Linked DNA regions of Mus musculus: region 1 is linked to region 2. A link is a contact called in public HiChIP or PLAC-seq data. All regions are on one chromosome and are shown on one strand. The core of a region is the stretch at or near the end of the contact, and the rest is flanking DNA. Distances in the headings are between cores, read along the strand shown.

The links. HiChIP or PLAC-seq counts read pairs in DNA pulled down with a chosen protein or histone mark.
Region 1: a contact with region 2 is called in an H3K4me3 HiChIP or PLAC-seq map of forebrain, with 2.6 times the contacts expected there. The contact joins the promoter of Rprml here to the promoter of Plekhm1 in region 2. A contact is called at or near these places in 1 of 39 promoter capture datasets (hippocampal neurons), 1 of 484 Hi-C or Micro-C datasets (nephron progenitors), 4 of 115 datasets of contacts at active chromatin or transcription factors (embryonic forebrain, embryonic stem cells, forebrain and 1 more) and 1 of 9 other capture datasets (pancreatic islet).

The regions. Positions count from the first base shown.
Region 1 is chr11:103,648,116-103,650,815 of GRCm38.p6, reverse strand. Rprml (reprimo-like) reads right to left here and starts at 1,307. Exons shown (of 1, transcript NM_001033212.2): 1 at 236-1,307. The coding sequence starts at 1,035. The coding sequence ends at 682. 1700072I22Rik (RIKEN cDNA 1700072I22 gene) reads right to left here. Exons shown (of 2, transcript NR_131143.1): 2 at 1,803-2,210.
Region 2 is chr11:103,411,320-103,414,019 of GRCm38.p6, reverse strand. Plekhm1 (pleckstrin homology domain containing, family M (with RUN domain) member 1) reads left to right here and starts at 1,315. Exons shown (of 12, transcript NM_183034.2): 1 at 1,315-1,427.

The DNA of each region.
Region 1 (2,700 bases), core at 58-2,557, 240 kb before region 2:
AACAAAAACAACGTTTAAAAAAAAAACCCAAAAAGATAAAACAGTTCCTTTCTTTCTCCTCTTGGTCTGAGAACCAGGGAGCTTCAGAGCTATCTGCCCCATAGCTCCTTTAATGGACCAAACTGGGCAAGAAGTAGGTCACGGTCTCCTCCCTATACACACACACACACACAGACACACACACAGACACACACACACACACACACACACACACACACACACACACGGCACAGTTAGAATGTATAAGGAAGCCCGACGGCTATGGTTTTATTACAAAATTTCTTCTCAGACGCAATGCGAGATCAGATGCAAAATCTCAGCGATGCACCTCTTCCCTGAGCCCTCCTTGGAGCTGGCCCCCACCAACACGGCCGACATCCCCGCCATAGTTAACCTCAGCCCCGCATTGCGTCTCCCCATCCCTGTCTCCCACTCTGCCCCGAACTTCTCTTTGTAAAAAACCTGTGAAGAACCCTGCGTCCCCGGCCCCTGCTGGAGCGCACACAGGACGGAGTCTGGCATGACAGTCCCTTCGCGCACCGCCGCCGCTGAGTCCTATGGTGTCCAGACCCGGGTGGTGCGAGGTACTTCGTTGATCGCAGGCAGCGGCCAAAGCCTTGAGAAAGAGGCTCCGTAGTCTCTTCCTCGCGGTGCTTCAACTCTGGCAAGGGCGGCCGGCGCTCAGTATAGTCCCAGGATGGCGGCGCCCACGTCCTTGGAGGGCCTGCGCTCCTGCATCAGAAAGTTGATCATGCTCTCGGACTTGATGAGCAGGTTACAGCCCAGGAAGAAAACGCCGAAGACCACGGTGAGCGACAGCACGCAAAGCACGGCGATCTGCGCCACGCGCGACACCCACAGGCTGCGTTCGTCCGGCGCCAGTCCTGCGGGGACCCCGTCGCTGGCGGTCAGTGGTGCGCCGCCGGGGCAGCAGTCTAGCCACGTGCCCAGCCCGTGGCTGCGGTTTCCCAGGGTGGCTCGGGCGTCACCACCCACCTCTTCCAGGCCGCTGTGGTTCAGGAAGCTCACGTTCATGCCGGCGTGGTGCCTGGGGGGGGTCTGAGAACGCAGGCTAGGACGCGCCCGGGAGCTGGCGGCGTCCGCTCTGTCGGGGACGCCCGGGGGGTCCCTGGATTACCCTTGCGCCAGGAGGAGAGGAAGGCGGGAAGTCGCCCACGCGCGCTGCGGTTCTTGGTCCGCCTACCTCCCCAGCGGGAAACCGGCGGCCAGGAGCAGAGAGCAACAGGCGGCGCGCGAGCTTGAGAGAGCCAACAGTGCGTGGCAGTCGCCCACGGAGCTCCGAGACTGCCGTGCTGCCCCGCCCCTGGCAACCGCCGAGCTCCGCCCCGCCCCGCCCTTCCCCAACCCACTCGCGTCGCCCAAGCTGCGGGGACACGAACCCCTCCCAGCGTGCTGTCTGCGCAAAGCCCGCTGGACAGGGTCAGAGTGTTCAGGCAGCTCCTGCCCTCGGGCCAAGTAATCTTTGACTCACTCTAGGCTGTCTGTTTTGGGCCGAAAGCTGCCCCAAAGGTGCGGGTTCCCAGAACTGTGGATGGGGGCGGTCTGGAGCCTTTTTCATTCTGTTACATTCTGTGTGTGTGTGTGTGGGGGGTAGCTTTGGCCCACGGCATTGCCCACTCCAACGGGTGTGGCTCTGGGTGGCCTGACTGTGCCACATTGTCTCTGCTGGCCCCTCTCAGCTTTTCCCTGGCTGAAGGCTGTCACAGCTAAGAGCTCTTTGCCTCTTACCATGGCCCCATATGCCACCTCTTTTTAACATATTTATTAAAATTAAGTCATTTGGCGGAGTTTCTATTTTATTTATTTTATAGAAATAATCATTGTAGATCACTTAGCACGGATCAGCAAAAGTTGGGAAAAACCCTCTAAAACTGCAAAATCCTGCTGTCTGGGGTGGGCCAGTGTCCTTACCTAGGTACAACCTCCTCCTGGTTGTCTCTATTTGTGTCCGGGAATGCAGCGTCTTGCCTACTGTAGCGTACATGCTGTTTTGTACTGCAAGGATCTGGCTCAGACAGTCTGTGCTTTGCTTTTGGCACCAGAATTTCTTTAGAGAAATGCTCCTATATTCCTTTGCTCATTATTCTGCTCAGCTTAAGGCAGGGCGGGGGTGGGGGTGGGGCGGAGAGGTTTAATCTGCACTCGCAGCCCATGTCCTTGACTCTGTCCAGCTGTAGTCCAGCTGTCTGCTGCAAAAGGTAGAAGTAGAGAGTGAGTATGGGGACTTCAGGGAAACCCGGCTCCAGTGAGCATACTCAGTACACGTGGGGGCAAATGCCCTGCTCCATAAGCTCTCAATCTTTCCTTCCTGCCCCCCTTACCCTTCCATCACTCTGGGTAGATCCTGCTGGGTAACTTGGTGTGAAAGGAAGGTTGAGAGATGTTTGCCTTTGACCTGTAGTGTGAAGGTAGAGAGAGCGAGCTAGGACCCCTGGAAGCTAGCGAAGATCACCAAACTAAACACAAGCCTGGGCTCTTACCCGGCTCCCCCCTCCCCGCTCTTGCTGGGACAAGAGTCAGCCAATTGCCTATGTCCAGCTGCCTGAAGAGGGGCGGGGCAGGAAGCTTTGCGTAGAGGCAGGCAGGCCTGGGGGTGGGGTACAGAAAAGTATTCCTTGGGCTCAGCAGAAGGGAGGCATAGAGTAGTCTTAGTTTGTGGGGACGTATTGCTTTTCCTAC
Region 2 (2,700 bases), core at 66-2,565:
AAGATACCCAACTGCTCTTCCAAAGGTCCTGAGTTCAAATCCCAGCAACCACATGGTGGCTCACAACCATCCTTAATGAGATCTGACTCCCTCTTCCGGAGTGTCTGAAGACAGCTACAGTGTACTTACATATAATAAAAATAAAATAAATTAAAAAAAAAAGAAAGAAAGAAAAAAGAAGGCAACCAAGAGACTGGGCAGAGTTTGAGCATATATATGTTTGAACATATATTCAAATATATATTACCTCAAAGCCACAGTGACATACTTCCGCTAACAAGGCCACACCTCTTCCAGTAAGGCCATGCCTCCTAAATAGTGCCATTTCCCATGGGCCAAGCACATTCAAACCACAACTGGTAAAAAGAAAGAAAGAAAAGGAAAAAAAAGACATAGTGATAAAATGACTCCTAATGACATTTGGGTACTCATAGATCAATGCCTTGTTCAGCCATCATTAGAGAAGTTTCCTTCTACAGCAGATAGGGAACCCCAAGGGAGAGGTGGAAAGAGTGTAGGAGCCAGAGGGGATGGAAGACACCAAGAAAACAAGGTCCTCTAAGTCAATAGGAGCAAAGTTCATATAAACTCACAGAGAGTCTTTTCTTTTACAGTCACCACCTCTATGGCCCACACCTAGGTCCTAGGTTCCCTTTTGGGCACGGTCCTCAGACCTGCCCAGCCTGCCCTTTATTAGTCACGGTTGCTACATTTGACAGTTTTCTTCCGCGTCTATTCCGAGAGACAGCTGTCATTTTCTGTAATGGAACAAAAGCAATTAAATAGTGAGAAGACAAAAAGCAGGTCCTCTGGGCTTCATGCCTCAAAGGGCTGACCGCAGGCAAATTAAACTAACAGGTCCAAGAGAGCCCTCAGGGCGATCACGTGGTATGAGACAAGTCAAAACAACTGTTTCCTGGCTCCGGAAAAACCAGACCTGAAGGTCCCACTTGGACCCAGGATCCACTTGCTCCCTCCACTACTAATGCCCTTAGGGAAACATACGGGTTAATGGCGCAACAGGGCGCATTTTCGGATTAAGGGGGCAAACACGACAACCCCAAAGTTGCACAGATGCGATTGAGGGGCAGAGCTGCGGGACGCAGAAGTCCCGAAGCTCCAAGGGTCCAGCCTCTCTGCGCTACCCAGAGCCAGAGTAGCGAGAGCGGCAGGATCGCTCACCTGAGCCAAGAAGCCCTGCAATCCGGGGCAAGGGAAGAGCTGACGGCCCCGCCCCTCGGCTCCTCTAGGCCCAGTGATTGGTTTTTGAGGACTGGGGGCGGGGCCGTAGCGAGGAGCCGACGTGATGGCGTCAGACGCCGCGCGCCGCTTCCTGTTGTCAGTGCCTTTGGAGCCGCAGCTTCTGCTCGGAACCGAGGGGGGTCTCGCTTCGCCCGGAGCGCCGCCACCTGCTCCTGATCCCTTCGGTGAGTGAGTCTGGGGTCTGAACGTGGAGGGAAGCGCGGGGCGGTGATGCGACCCGGCGGTGGGCCCGCAACCTCGCAGCCACTCGCGACCCCTGTGCGCCTGGAGACTTGGGGTGGGAACCTCGGCCCTTCGCAGCCCGGGCCTGCTCCCACCTCAGCCAGTGGCCACCGGCTCTCTCCCCTCCGTCTCCACCGCAGCCAACCTCAGCCCCAAGCCGGGTCCCCTAACCACCGGTCTTGCAAAAGTGTAGCCTCACTCGTGACCCCTCTTTAGCCCAGTTGCAACCCGATCCGAGCGAGCCACATCCCTTCGCCACCTCTTATCTCAACATCGCGTTTATCCCTCATCTCTTCTGAACCTTCCCTCGACCCTCCATTCTGGCTCAATTTCTTATCGCAGCCTGTCGTATCTGGCTCACTCGTCCCAAACACGCTAAGTCTCCCTCCCTCCCATTGACCCACTACTGAAGTTTTCTCCTGTTGAACTTGCCGGTTTCTTCTTGGTTACTGACGTCACAGCTTTATCTCAAGGCTTGTGTGTATCTTTTCTTTACCGATTTTTACCTAATTCCCTAGCTGATCACAGAGGTAAGGTCTCTCAGGCACTTTCCTGTCTAAGACTTAATATTAAACTGTCCCCGACTCTGCTGTAGAGGACTGTCTCAGTTTCTACCACTTCCCCCAGTCCTTTCGTTACTTTAAATTTAATATGCATTTATTAATTCTTTGAGAATTTTATGCATGTACATAATATTCCTGCCCCCTAACATCACTGTTAGTTTGGGGTTTTGGGTTGTTGTTGTTGTTGTTTTTGAGACAGCATGTCACTATTTAGCCTTAGATCTCTCTCTCAGATCACTCACTATGTAGATCAGGCTGGCCTCAAACTCACAGTGTGGGTCACCACTCCTGGTTTTAATCTGTTTTTTGTTTGTTTGTTTGTTTGTTTGTTTTTGTAGGATGGAGGGTGGTTTTGTTTTTTGTTTTTGTTATTGTTTTAAGACAGCCAATCTAAACAGCCATGGACTCCTGATCCTCCCTGCCTCCACCTCCCAAGTGCTGGAATTGTAGGCATGAGTCACCATGCCTGGCTTCCCAGAATTGCTATTAACTAGATCTACTCAACTCCTGTCATTTTCTTCCTTGATCCAGCTCTCTTTCACTTTGAGAATTTAGGGTATAGCTCCCTAGTGGTCATACTTGCTATATTCCTCAACAGCCATGTCTGCTCCTTGTTCAGAGCCCAGCAGACTAAACAGCTAAATTGGTGTGT